2 separate regions of the Macaca mulatta genome follow, and region 1 is linked to region 2. The links are chromatin contacts, called in public Hi-C maps. All regions are on one chromosome and are shown on one strand. Each heading gives the region's core, a stretch centred on a gene start, on an enhancer-like site or on the middle of the called end of the contact. The rest is flanking DNA. Distances are from core to core; before and after follow the strand shown. Region 1 holds the start of BRWD1 (bromodomain and WD repeat domain containing 1). Region 2 holds the start of SH3BGR (SH3 domain binding glutamate rich protein).

Region 1 (6,708 bases), core at 3,141-5,640, 150 kb before region 2:
AGTAAATCAATGACACAGAAACAAGACTATTCAAGATAAGAAGAGATTGAAGATAATCAGGGCAGGGGCCGGGTGTGGTGAATCACGCCTATAATCCCAGCACTTTGGGAGGCTGAGGCGGGCAAGTCACAAGGTCAAGAGATGGAGACCATCCTGGCCCACATGGTGAAACCCCGTCTCTACTAAAAATACAAAACTTAGCTGGGCGTGGTGGTGCGTACCTATAGTCCCAGCTACTTGGGAGGCTGAGGCAGGAGAATCGTTTGAACCCGGGAGGCGGAGGTTGCAGTGAGCCGAGATCGTGCCACTGCACTCCAGCCTGCCGATAGAGTGAGACTCCATCTCAAAAAAACAGAACAAAAATCAGGGCAGGTGTGGTGGCTCACACCTGTAATTCCAACTTTGGCAGGAGCATTTGAGACCAGCCTGGACAACATAGTGAGTCTTCTTCTCTAGGAAAAAAAAAAAAAAAAAAACCTTAGCCAGGTGTGGTGGCACATGCCTGTGGTCCCAGCTACTCAGGAGGTGGAGGGCTGAGGTGGGAAGATTGCTTGAGCCTGGGAAATGGAGGTTTCAGTGAGCTGTGATCATACCACTGCACCCCAGCCCGGGTAACAGAGTGAGACCCAGTGTGGGGCGGGGAGAGAAATCAATCAGTGCATGTATGGACCTTGTCTGAAGACTAAATAAAACTAATTGTAAAAAGACACCTAGGGAACAAAAAGAAAATGGACTCTCTGATATTGGCACTTGATGGTATAATAAGGAGTCCTTATTTTTTAGAGAAGAACTCCGACAAATTTAGAGATGAAATGTAGTGTCTGGAATTTGCCTTAAAACATTTCAACACATTAACCAATGAAATGAACGACTTTCTGGAATTTGCTTAAAAACAAGGGAGCAGGCAATATGCAACATTCTCTCATAATCACTGAAGTTGGAAAACAGGCACCTAATGGGTGGGTCATTATTCTATTGCTTTTGTTTGAAGATTTCCATTGATAGTTTATTAAAACATATGTATACCTCAAACAGAAACCAAAGTAAATATAGCAAGTTAGTTATGTTCAAAATCCAAATTTGTTGGCCAGGTGCAGTGGCTCACGCCTGTAATCCCAGCACTTTGGGACGCAGAGGCGGGCAGACCACCTGAAGTCAGGAGTTCAAGACCAGCCTGGCAACATGGTGAAACCCCTTCTCTACTAAAAATACAAAAATTAGCCAGGTGCCTGCAATCCCAGCTACTCAGGAGGCTGAGGCAAAAGGATCACTTGAACCCAGAAGGCAGAGGTTGCAGTGAGCCAAGGTTGCTCCTCAAACCAGACTGTCTCAAAAAAAATAATAATTCAAATTTGTTGCTGGTATAGAGGGGTGCATTATATTATTCTCATCTGTGTACATTTGAAATAACTTTGTTGTTGCTTTTGTTTTCAGACAGGGTCTCGCTCACCTAGGCTGGAGCACAGTGGCTTGAACAGAGCTCACTGCATCCTTGACCTCACTTCAGGAAGGTCTGGAACTCCTGGCCTCAAGCGTCCCACCAAAGTGCTGGAATTACAGGTGCAAGCACCACAGCTGGCCTGGAATACTTCTTAACAAGATATTTCTAAAAGACTTTGAAAGTTTAGAAGGTATATATATACCATTAACAAAAGAATAATTCTCTACACAGGAGGCTCATCATCATTTAGTCCTGGGGGACTGGAGGACAGAGAGGAAGGTAAAAAGAAAGATACCCACCAGACAGACCAAATCAGGGAGGCAATAAGAGATGCCATATGTCACAGCCAAATCACAGCCGTATTATCACAGAATTTAAATGACTTTAAACAACAGTAAGTAGGGTTTTAAGCAATTCTAGCAACAAAAGCCAAAAATCTTATATAAATTTTTTTGGTTTTTTGTTTTGGTTTTTTTAAGAAACTAGGCCTTGCTCCATCTCCCAGGCTGGAGTGCAGTGGCAGGAGGATAGTTCAATACAGCCTCAAACTCGCAGAGTCAAGTGATCCTTCCGCCTCAGCCTCCGAAATAGCTGGGACTCACAGGCACGCACCACCACATCCGCCTAATTTTTCTGTTACTTATTTTTTGTGGAGGCAGAGTTGGTCTGGAACTCCTGGCCTCAAGTGCTCCTCCCACCTCGGCCTCCTAATGTGCTGGGATTGCAGCTATGAGCCACTGCACCCAGCCCCTATAAATGTATTTTAAAAGTAACTTTTCCAGTAGTTACAGCACTACATTTCTTTCAAGTTATTTTCTCTCAGGTAGCACGACTAGAGCATCATAACCAACAATGCTTTTCCGCTTCACCGATAAAGCTATATTATCCGTGGAGAAAACTAAAAGAGGGCGTCCTTTAAATGTTTCCTCAACGTTTACAAAAAAACTATCTCAAAATGTCAAACTCAAGAAAACAAATTGCCATCATCAGAATTTCTATAACTCATTCTCTTGAAAACATCCACTTTTAAGTGTTTACTTCAAAATCTAAGAAGGCAAATATTAAAATTACTTGCTACTTGCACCAGGCTTCAAGTTTTAACTGCTCACGAAAATAACATATTCTCTGGTTTCTTTTGTTGTCTCTAATTCAAAACCGGTAATCTTCTAAAACTGATTTTTCTTCTTTTCACTTGCTACCATACTCTACCGCTTAAGGGTTACAGGTCTTCAAACTGTGGTAAAAGATCACTCAGAAGCTCTTTTCCCTCTCAATTGTTTTCCTTATACAAGATGCTGAACATGGCCTGGCAATCAACGAATTTCCTTTGTCCTAATAACGAAATGGCAAAAATACATTCCTGAAAAATGTCTCCAGTAAAAACAAACGAATCCCTGCAACTGCTGTTAACTACAGATAAAAGCAAGTTATATAGAGATATTAACCAGGTTCACAAAAGAAATGAGACTGTAATGCACGATTAACCGAGCTCAAAAAGAAAGTGTCTATTTAAAGCACTTTATTATCTACAGCAAGATCAGTGTGAAACTCATCAATCAACTTTCTACGGCGTTCAACAAATATTGTACAGGAGAAAAGAGCACAAGTATTACAGTAGCATATTCACACAGCTGCAAGATTTTTATGACGCTGCTGCGGACAAAACAAAAAATAAGCTCAACACAAGAACATTTCTCCACCTTCAGAGACCAATGATTCTATTCCTAAAGAACAAGTGGGGGACAGACCCGGGCGGGACAAGACACGAGAGGCCAATCAGAGCGCGAGTTACAAGCGCGGTGGAGAGGGGGGGAGCGGATGAAACCGCCCCGTTGAATGGCTGGCTGCGCACGCCACACCCCGCAGAGGCGGCCGCACCTGGAGCCCCACCCCTGCCGCAGGACCTCCGCGAGTCGCCCCCACCGCTCCGCCCCGCGCCGCCCCCCATGACTGTTTCCTGCCAAAACAAACCTGGCCGCCTCAAAAACAAAACAGAATATTCAGCGGGGAAGGCAGCTGTCCTGGGGCCGCCCTCCAGTGCGGCTCACACTTTGCACCCCACGGGCCGGGGTCCCCACGAGGGGCAGGGGCAGGGGCAGGGGCGGGGGGCGGTGCACGGAGAACCCGGGGAGCAAACGTGCCCAATGCTCACCAACTCCTCGTAGCTCCTGTTGTGCTCGTTGCCCTCCCAGTCCAACCTCTTCGGCAACAACTGGAAAGACACGAAACGCACACGAGTGACCACCGCTCCGGCGCGGGGCGGGCGGGGGGCGCGGGGCGGGCGGGGGGCGCGGGCGAGCATCCCTCAGGGCAAGGTCGGGAGGAGGGACGCGAGGGAGCGCGGGGACGGGCGCGCGGGGACGGGCGGGCACAGACCTGGTACTGCTCCAGCTCCTGCACCAGCACCTGCGGCCGAGAGACGCGCGGTCAGGGGTGGGGCCGGGCCCGGGGCGCGCCCGCTTCACCCCCGCCCTCCACCCGCGACCCCCGGCGGCGGAGGGGACACCGGGGACGCCAAGTCCGCAGCCGCCCGCGGGCCCGCACTCACCTGGGCCGCTCTCCGACACGGGCCCGCCGATAGGTACCGGGCGATGAGGAAGTACAGCTCTGCGGGAAGACAGGGAGTTGGGTCAAGCCCGGGCAGGGAGGGGACGGGGCCCGGGACCGGGACGGGGTCGGGGCCGGGGCAGCCGGGGAAGCCGAAGCAGCTGGGAGCGCCAGGACGGGGGTGGCACGGCCTCGCGTCTTACCCGACTCGATGAGAGGCACCGGGCGTCGGGCGGACGAGGGCTCCGCCATGGCCGGACACGGGGCGGGAGGCGGGAGCGAGCGAGCGAGCGGAGCGTGTAGGCCGCGCCGAGGCCTGACCGGGCTGGCGTCCCCTCTCCTCAGGCGCGCGCCGCCGCCGCCGCCGCCGCCGCTGCCGCCGCCATGCCGTGCGCGCCTCCTGGTCCGACGCCTCCGCGGGGGAGGAAGTAGTGCCTCACAGGAGACGGAAAGTAGTCCCTCCGTGGGGCGCGGGGGCCTCGGCGCCAAGGGAGGACTGGAGCTTGCGTCTCGCCCGGGAAGGCGAGCCTCGCTCCGCTGTCTGTCTCCGGGGACTCGATGAGGAGAAAGTGACGCGGGGGTAAAGACCTGGGCGCCCAGGGTAGCGGCGGCGAGTGGGGGAGGGGAGGGCGCGTGGCCCGGATCCCTGCGCGCGATGAGGCGGCCGCCCAGGCTTTGTGAGGCGGCGACGCGACGCCGGGCGGTCCAGCAGCGTGCGGGTACCGGGGGCGGAAGCGCGGCCGCCGGAGGGGGCGAGTCACCGCCGCCCCCCGCGGGACCTGGGTCCTCTACGCGGGACCGCAAGGGCCCCGAGCCGCGGTTCTGCAGGGTCGCCCGCTCCGGGTCGCTCGGAAGGGTGACTTCACGAACCGGTCGTCTGGGGCCAGCGCGTTTTGCCCCCCACGATAGACTTCCAGGACGCGAAAGCTTTGAAAGTGAGGATTGGCTCGCCGCGCCTCCCGCACGGGGGAACGCCGCCCGGACCCGCGAGCCTAGGGCGGGGGCCTCGGATACCGGCGTTGCCGGAGCGTCTGCGGCGCTGAAGGCCGCCGAGACCCAGCCGCAGCCCCCAGAAGCCGGCAGCCTGGTAGAAAATTACATAAAATGCAGCGCTTCGCCGAGGGGGTGCGAGTCGGGGGAGCAGCGCGCAGCTGCGGCTGACGGCTCGGCCGGATCCGTCCAGGCATGGACAGGAAAACGGGATTGCGGGGAGAAGGCGGTGCAACGGGCCGCAGACCCTCCCTGAGAAGAGAAGCCGGAAACTCGGGAGCCATGTGTAGTTAGAATCCTCTTGGAAGACTAGTAGACGTGAGGTTGGAGAGGTGGACGAGGACCAGAGAATTCCCTTGTCTTGCCAGGCTTCTGACCTAACTGTATGAGTTTCCTCAGCGCATCCAGCCTGCCCTGCTCTGACCCCTGAAGTACAGCGGTGACCCTAAATGGTGTCCCTGCCTTCCTGGAGTGCGCGTTAACGTTCTGATTCTTACTCATGGCAATAACCCACACACCACAGAGAGGTTAAATGTGGTTCAGGTCAGACTCTGGGGCAGGACTCACTGCCTGCACCTTGTCTTGGCTCCACCAGCTTGACCTTGAGCAAGTCACAACCTGTGGGTCTCAGTTTTCCTTACCAGTAAACCGTAGATAATTCCTCACTAGTAAACACAATATTTGTGCCTGCCTCATAAAGTGGTGAGGATTTAATGAATTAATGTGTTCCTGGCATATAGTAAGCACCGTATACAGTTGGCTTTTATTTACACCAAATAGCAAAAGCTTTTTTTTTTTTTTTTTCCTTGAGACAGGGTCTTGCTCTGTCGCCCAGGCTGGAGTGCAGTGGTGTGATCTCACCTCACTGCAGCCTCAGCCTCCCGAGTAGCTGGAATTGCAGACACGTGCCACCACGTCCGGCTAATTTTTATATTTTTAGTAGAGACGGGGGTTTCACTGTGTTGGCCAGGCTGGTCTCGAACTCCTGGCCTCAGGTTATCCACCCGCCTCGGCCTGCCGAAGTGCTGAAGATTACAGGCGTGAGCCAACGCGCCTGGCCAAAAGCTTTTATATGTATTTATAAATAGATACAGATACCTGTAAGGCTGTCCAGGCGTGCTGGCTCACACCTGTAATCCCAGCACTTTGGGAGGCCAAGGCGGGCGGATCATGAGGTCAGGAAATCAAGACCATCCTGGCCAACATGGTGAAACCCCGTCTCTACTAAAAATACAAAATGTTAGCCACCTGCGGGGGTGCGCGCCTGTAGTCCAAGCTGCTTGAGAGGCTGACGCAGAATTGCTTGAACCCCGGAGGCAGAGGCTGCAGTGAGCTGAGATCGTGCCACTGCACTCCAGCCCGGGCAACAGAGCGAGACTGTCTCAAAAAAATATATATCTGTGAGGTAACAATCTAAACATGTTTGAGCTAGTGCATCAGTAAGTTAACTCCTTACATCTGTTAACTCAGCAAGCAGTAACAAGTGATGGTGATTTAAAAAAAAAAAAAAAAGGAGTGGGAAATGAGCCACAGCTTTGCCATCAAAGACTTCAGCGTCTCTTAGGGGGAACAGATGTAAGCAAATAATGACACGATTTAGGGCAGAGATAGGAGGATCAACTTGCCTCTGCGTGGGGGAAATGTTAGGGAAGTTCAGGTTATCCAGGCCTACAATGTGTGTAAAGGGATTTCAGACATAGAAACAACAGAGGGCCAAGACATAAATATAA
Region 2 (6,369 bases), core at 2,376-4,875:
AGGTGGGGAGGGATGGCATAATCAGCTCTGCCTTCTGAAGAGGTTACTCTGGCTGCAGGGTGGTGAAGAATCGAGAAAAGCCAGAGAGGTGGGGAGACCAGCTGGTACAGGACTGCAGCAGGCTGAATGAAGGTGGTAGTTTGGACTTAGGCATCCACGACAAAGAAGAGATGTGAAAGATGCCCAGGAGACAACCTCACCTGGGCTTAAGGATTCACTGGGTGTTGGGGTGCGGTAACGGTCAAGGAGGAATCCTGGGTACAATGGAAGAGGTCCCAGTTGGGGTTGGGAAGTGGGGTTGTTTGGTCTTGTGCATGTTGAATTGGAGGAGACTGAGTGATATTAAGAAACACTGTCACGCAGCTAGCTGAATGTACGAGTCTAGCTGAGAAAAGGTCAAGTTGGAGAAAGGTGGGAGTCAAGAGCACACAGCTGGAACTTAAAGCTGTGCGTGTGAATCTGTGCCCTGTGCTAGATGAGGGGGCGCAATGGAGAACAAAATGGGAACAGAGGCCGAGCTTTGAGGATCTCCAATATTAAGGAGCCTGGGAGAGGAGGGTGAGCCAGAATGGCAGCAGGAAAAGCAGGAGAGACAGGGGTGGTCACAGAAGCCAAGGGCAGACCGTGTTTGTAGAGTGAAATGGGGGCAGCAGTTTCAAATGCTGCTGAGAGACTGAGCAAGACGAGGCCTGGAAATGTCTCATTCCCGGTTTTTGTTTTAGCAGAGATGAAGGGGAAGCCAGGCTGGCTGAGGAGTGAGAGACAAATAATAGAGGTATCGAATAAGGCAGTTCTTTAAAGTTTGCCTGTCGAAAGGGATAAGGGATTGGACAATAACTGGAAACTGAAGGGGAATGTGGGGTCATAGGAGATTCTTTTTTTTCTCTTTTGTGATGGGAAACTTCAACATGCTTCAAAACCATGGCAGAGCCAGCTGAGATGGAATAGGTGATCATACGGGAGAGGGAATGCATACCTGACAGTGTAGAGTTTTTGGCGAGTGGAAAGGGATGGGATCCAAAGCACAGAGAGGGAGTGGCTTTGGTTAGGAGGAGGAAGGAAGGTAGGAACAGATATAAGTAAGGCTTGCAGTTTTGGCAGCTGAAGAATGAGGGGATTCCCATGTGACAGCTTCAAGTTTCTCTATGAAGTGACAGCACAAGGGTGTGGTGGGAGATCAAATCTGAGTAAAGTGGTCATTTATGAAATGCAATCTCCTATAGACCCTCAGCTAACTGTGGCAATCCTACTCTGTTACTTTGGTTAATTGGGGTTTTACCTGACGGCAAAAGAGAAAAGATAGGGTTTAAGAGAGTGGCAAGGGTAGGGCCAGGCGTGGTGGCTCATGCCTGTAATCCCAGCACTTTGGAAGGCCGAGGCGGGCGGATTACCTGAGGTCAGGAGTTTGAGACCAGCTTGGCCAACATGGTGAAACCCCATCTCTACTAAAAATACAAAAATTAGCTGGGTGTGGTGGTGCACACCTGTAATCCCAGCTATTCAGGAGGCCGAGGCAGGAGAATTGCTTGAGCCCGGGAGATGGAGGTTGCAGTGAGCCAAGATGATGCCACTGCACTCCAGCCTGGCCAACAGAGTGAGACAATATCTCAAAAAAATGAAAAAAAAAGAGAGAGAGATTGGCAAGGGTACAGGTATGTAGGGACCTTAGCTCCTTGAGGGCAGGGACCTGTCACATTGATCGCCGTATCAGCACCCAGGTACTTACTATCAAAATGATCAGCATACGGATGATCATTTGTCTGCATCTCAGTTTGCCTCTTTTGGTGCTTCTCTAAAAAATAAAAAAAGGAAGAGCTTAAACTCCTACATGATTCCTGTCTTTGCACTGGGAAGAAGCCTCTGGATTCTTTTTTTTTTTTGAGACGGAGTCTTGCTCTGTCACCCAGGCTGGAGTGCAGTGGCCGGATCTCAGCTCACTGCAAGCTCCTCCTCTTGGGTTCACGCCATTCTCCTGCCTCAGCCTCCCGAGTAGCTGGGACTACAGGCACCCGCCACTTCGCCCGGCTAGTTTTTTGTATTTTTTTAGTAGAGACGGGGTTTCACCGTATTAGCCAGGATGGTCTCGATCTCCTGACCTCATGATCCGCCCGTCTCGGCCTCCCAAAGTGCTGGGATTACAGGCTTGATTACCGCGCCCGGCCCGGCTCTGGATTCTTTTGTTCTTCAGGACAGTCCCTGGTAAAGCTCTGGCCATAGTTCTGTTCCAGGGGCACTGTCATATATATACCTAACACAGCTAAGGCGCATCTTTACACTGTCAGCTTGTTAGCATGATGCTTATGTAGACTTGTTTACCCGGTTTAGAAGTTGCAATGTGCAAAATACATACTGAAAATATTGCACTTTTATCTACGGAAATTGTAATTTATATAAGGAAATTGTAATTTACATAATCCTTTAAAAAACTTATTCATACGAAATAACAGAGAACGGGAAATAGCATTAAGGCTGTCATGCTCAAGTGGGGGAGGGGCAGACTCAGGGAAACCAATTAGGAAGCAAGTAAAGTAATCCAGGCACCAGATGATGGGGGCCTGGACCAAGGTGGTGACAGTGGGGGTTGAGAGAAATGGTAGAATTGTGAATCTATTCGGGTGCATTTTGAAGGCAGTGCTGACAGACTGAAGGTGAGGAAGAGAAAAACAGGACTCAAGCAGGATACAAGGCTCGGGCAACTGGAGAATGGAATTCCCAGCAACTATGGCGGATTAAGATTGTGGGAGGACAGGCTTGGCTTGGGGAGTTATTGAGAGCTATTTTGGATAAGCTGCGTTTGAGATGCTGTAGACATCCAAGTAGGGATGTGGCAGGCAGCTGAATGCAGGGGTCTGGTGTTCAGGGGAGGGGCGAGGGCTGGGAATGCACACTTGGGGCTCACTGGCATTCAGATAGGCTCTGAGTACAGGAGACTGGATGAGTTCATCTAGGGATTGAGAGGAGACGCAAAAAGGCTCAAGCTCACATTCAGCCGTGAAAAAAACTGGGCTCTTAAAAAACTTAACCGTTGGCTTCAGTGTGGCAACGAGATGTTAACACGCTGAGGAAAGGGTGTGGATAAAGAGTCCCGAGACTGGGCGAGTGGGGGACATACACAGAGAAGACATTTCAAAAGATTTAGATTCCTGCGACATAGGGAGATGCCAGCGCTAAGGTTTTAAAGAAAAACGAATCCCAAGCAAAACAGCAAGTAAGCAAAGGCAAAATCGGAGGTCAGATAGAAGATTCAGATAGAAAAACCCGTAAGTCCCTCGGTGGGGCGGCGGTGAGATCGGCCTCTGCCCCCTTGCCGGACCCAGGCGCGGCCCCGGGCGCGCTCGGTCACCTCGGCCCAGGCGTCCCCCCTGCCCAGCGGGCCTGAGAGTACGTGTGTCGCCGGGGCGCCTGGCCACTGCCGAGCCGGAGTAGCTGTTCCTTGCCAGACTGCGCTGCGAGGAGGAAACGGCCAGGCGCCAGCGAGGCAGGCAGGGGCGAGGACGCAGTGACCGGCGATACCGGAAGCCCAGAAAGAGCGTAGCAGGCGCGTCCGGACGGGACCAGCGTTGGGGCAGTAACAGGGCAACCGGCTGCGGCGGACGATGGCGGCAGTTGGGTCATTACCTGTTCCGCGCGGTTCCCGCGACTGCAGCAAGGCCGCAGTGGCGGCCCGTCGCCATGGAAACCCGTGCGCGAGGCCTGCTGGGACGCGCAGGCCTGAGGGTGCTGGGCGCGCGCATGCGCACTCGGGAAGCGGACGCCGCGGCCGGGAGGGGCGTGTTTGGCCTGGAGGTCAGTGTGGCCTCGCGTTTTTCTTCGGTTCGGGAAAGTGAGTTGCTTGTGTAGACGTCTGTAAACAAGCCTCCTGCCGTCCCTGTTCGGCGCCCTGCCTGCCCCCGTGGCCGCACCGGGAGCGAGGGAGCTTGTCGTGCTTCACGTGTTCTGGCGCTCTGGCGCCCTCTTAAGGCTCGGCCAGCCTTAGGTGGCTTGAGTCAGTAGGCGGGTGTAGACGCCTACTGGTAGGCTGCTAGGCAGCAGGTGTAGACGCCTGGTCAATGCCTGGGAAGCACAGTTTCCCTATTAACCCCGTGTCATAAAGATGGTTTTTTTGTTTTGGTTTGTTTTTGTAAAACAAAATCTGATGACAAAACAATGCATTATTTGGCATAGAGAATTTAGAAATGTCCAGGCAAAATGTCCAAAGCAAAAGTCAAAATCACCTAGATGATGGAGTTGTAGGTGCTTTTTAATGACAGCATAGGAATTTGGCATCATTTAGGAAGACTTACATTGTTTCCTTTTATTTATTTACTTTTTTTCCTGTATCAAAGCCATGTTGAATATCCTTGCAGATGAATCTTTGACGTCACCCCTGACTGTTTCCTTAGGATAAATTCCTACATGTGAGGTTGCAGGGTCTGGCTCTGTCGCCCGGGCTGGAGTGCAGTGGCCGGATCTCAGCTCACTGCAAGCTCCGCCTCCCGGGTTTACGCCATTCTCCTGCCTCAGCCTCCCGAGTAGCTGGGACTACAGGCGCCGCCACTTCGCCCGGCTAGTTTTTTGTATTTTTAGTAGAGACAAGGTTTCACCGTGTTAGCCAGGATGGTCTCGATCTCCTGACCTCGTGATCCGCCCATCTCGGCCTCCCAAAGTGCTGGGATTACAGGCTTGAGCCACCGCGCCCGGCCACTTTGAGGCTTTCTAAAGGTAGAGGGAAACTGCCTTCCAGCAAACGTTCCAATCCTTGGCCCGCATTGGAAATTCTCTTTTTTCTTACAGTTTTTTTTTTGCCCATTTTATTGTCAAAAATTGGCATCTTTGATTGTATTCACTTCCTTGTTAGTAGGAAGAATAGACTTTTTCCCATATTTTTCGTGCCATTTGTCCTTATTGTGTGATTTGAGTTTTCCTGTCTTTTGTTCATTTTAAAACTTGGCATTCATCTTTGTAAAAATTGGTTTTGTAAGAACTTTTGATGCTTGAAAACTTAGGTTGCGATATACGTTGCAAATACTTCCTCAGTTTGTCAGTTACCTTTAATTTTGTTTACAGTGCCTTTTGGTATTTGTGTAGAGTCAAGCTTATTAGATTTCTTTTTATAGTTTCTGCATTTGGTTTTTATATAAAAGGAGAAACGGGTGTTTTTTTTCAAATTGACTTTAATCCTGCTTTGGTAGAAGTGGGTTAGGACAAGCTTTCTCTCCATATCGCCATTTCTTCCTCTAGAAATGCATGACCTACCCTGAGTTTTGGTGGGCCGTGCATTTCTAGAACTCCTTCGGTAAGAAATTATCTGTATAAGATGGGTGCCGGTTGTTTTTGCTGGTGGTGGTGGTTGGGGCAACATCTCCAGGTAGGCAAACATTAGACAAACCCTAGACTTGACATTATGGAAAGATGGGCTGATTGATGCTTGGTGGCTGGTGGTGGTCCCATGACAGTAACAAGAGCAGAGGTTTGCCGTTGAGGGAACATCTAACCCTGGAGCTCAAGACTGGAGGAACTGAAAGGTAGAGGTTCCTTAGAATGGGTTCCTCCTCTTTTCTACCAGCTTTTCTCAGTATGTAGACTTGATAAGGTCACTCTGCAAATCTGCCCTTGAATCTTTCTGTTACAATTGAATAGTCTTTGTTTTTTTTTTTGAGACATATCACTCTGTTGCCCAGGCGGGAGTGCAGTGCTGCCATCTCAGCTCACCACAACCTCTGTTTCCCATTTCCTGGGTTCAGGTGATTCTCCTGCATCAGCCTCCTGAGTAGCTGGGATTACAGGTGTGAGTCACAACACCTGGCTAATTCTTTTTGTATTTTTGGTAGAGATGGGGTTTTGCGATGTTGTCCAGGCTGGCCTTGAACTCCTGACCTTAAGTGATCTGCCCACCTCGGCCTCCCAAAGTGTTGGGATTTCAGGCATAAGCCATCGTGCCCAGCCTTTGCTTTTGCTTTTGAAGGGGGTTGTTCTTTTCTGTGTATACAATGGAAGGAGAAGAGCCATGGCCTTTTGCTATTCTGGTGGCCATCTCCATCGTGCCACATAATAAGCATAGCCTTTATTTGTCTGTATTAGGTTCCTAGGGATGCTGTAACAGATTACCATGAACTTAGGGGCTTAGAACAGTAGAACTTCATTGTCTCACATTTCTGAAGGTCACAAGTATGAAACCAAATTATCTGAAAGTCCATGTTTCCTCTGAAGGCTCTCAGGGAGAATTCTTGGACTCTTCCAGCTTCTGGGGGCTCCTGCTATTCCTTGACTTGTGGCAGCACCACTCCAGTTTCTACTTCCATCTTCACAGGGTTTTCTGCTGTGTCTCCCTTTCTCTTCTTAGAAGGACAGCCAGTCATTGGACTTAGGGCCTACCCTAAATCCGGGATG

Evidence for each region. Hi-C and Micro-C count contacts between places; a contact is called where the count stands out from the background.
Region 1: a contact with region 2 is called in a Hi-C map of fetal cortex germinal zone, with 4 times the contacts expected there. The contact joins the promoter of BRWD1 here to the promoter of SH3BGR in region 2. A contact is called at or near these places in 2 of 14 Hi-C or Micro-C datasets (fetal cortex germinal zone and liver).

Annotation. Positions count from the first base shown.
Region 1 is chr3:8,147,753-8,154,460 of T2T-MMU8v2.0, reverse strand. It overlaps BRWD1 (bromodomain and WD repeat domain containing 1), which reads right to left and starts at 4,390. Exons shown (of 42, transcript XM_015132876.3): 1 at 4,192-4,390; 2 at 3,990-4,048; 3 at 3,818-3,847; 4 at 3,594-3,653. The coding sequence starts at 4,240. It overlaps LOC106997240, which reads left to right and starts at 4,356. Exons shown (of 1, transcript XM_015132879.3): 1 at 4,356-5,677. The coding sequence starts at 4,644. The coding sequence ends at 5,234.
Region 2 is chr3:7,994,561-8,000,929 of T2T-MMU8v2.0, reverse strand. It overlaps SH3BGR (SH3 domain binding glutamate rich protein), which reads left to right and starts at 3,625. Exons shown (of 8, transcript XM_015132871.3): 1 at 3,625-3,786. The coding sequence starts at 3,673. LCA5L (lebercilin LCA5 like) reads right to left here and starts at 3,627. Exons shown (of 10, transcript NM_001194409.2): 1 at 3,344-3,627.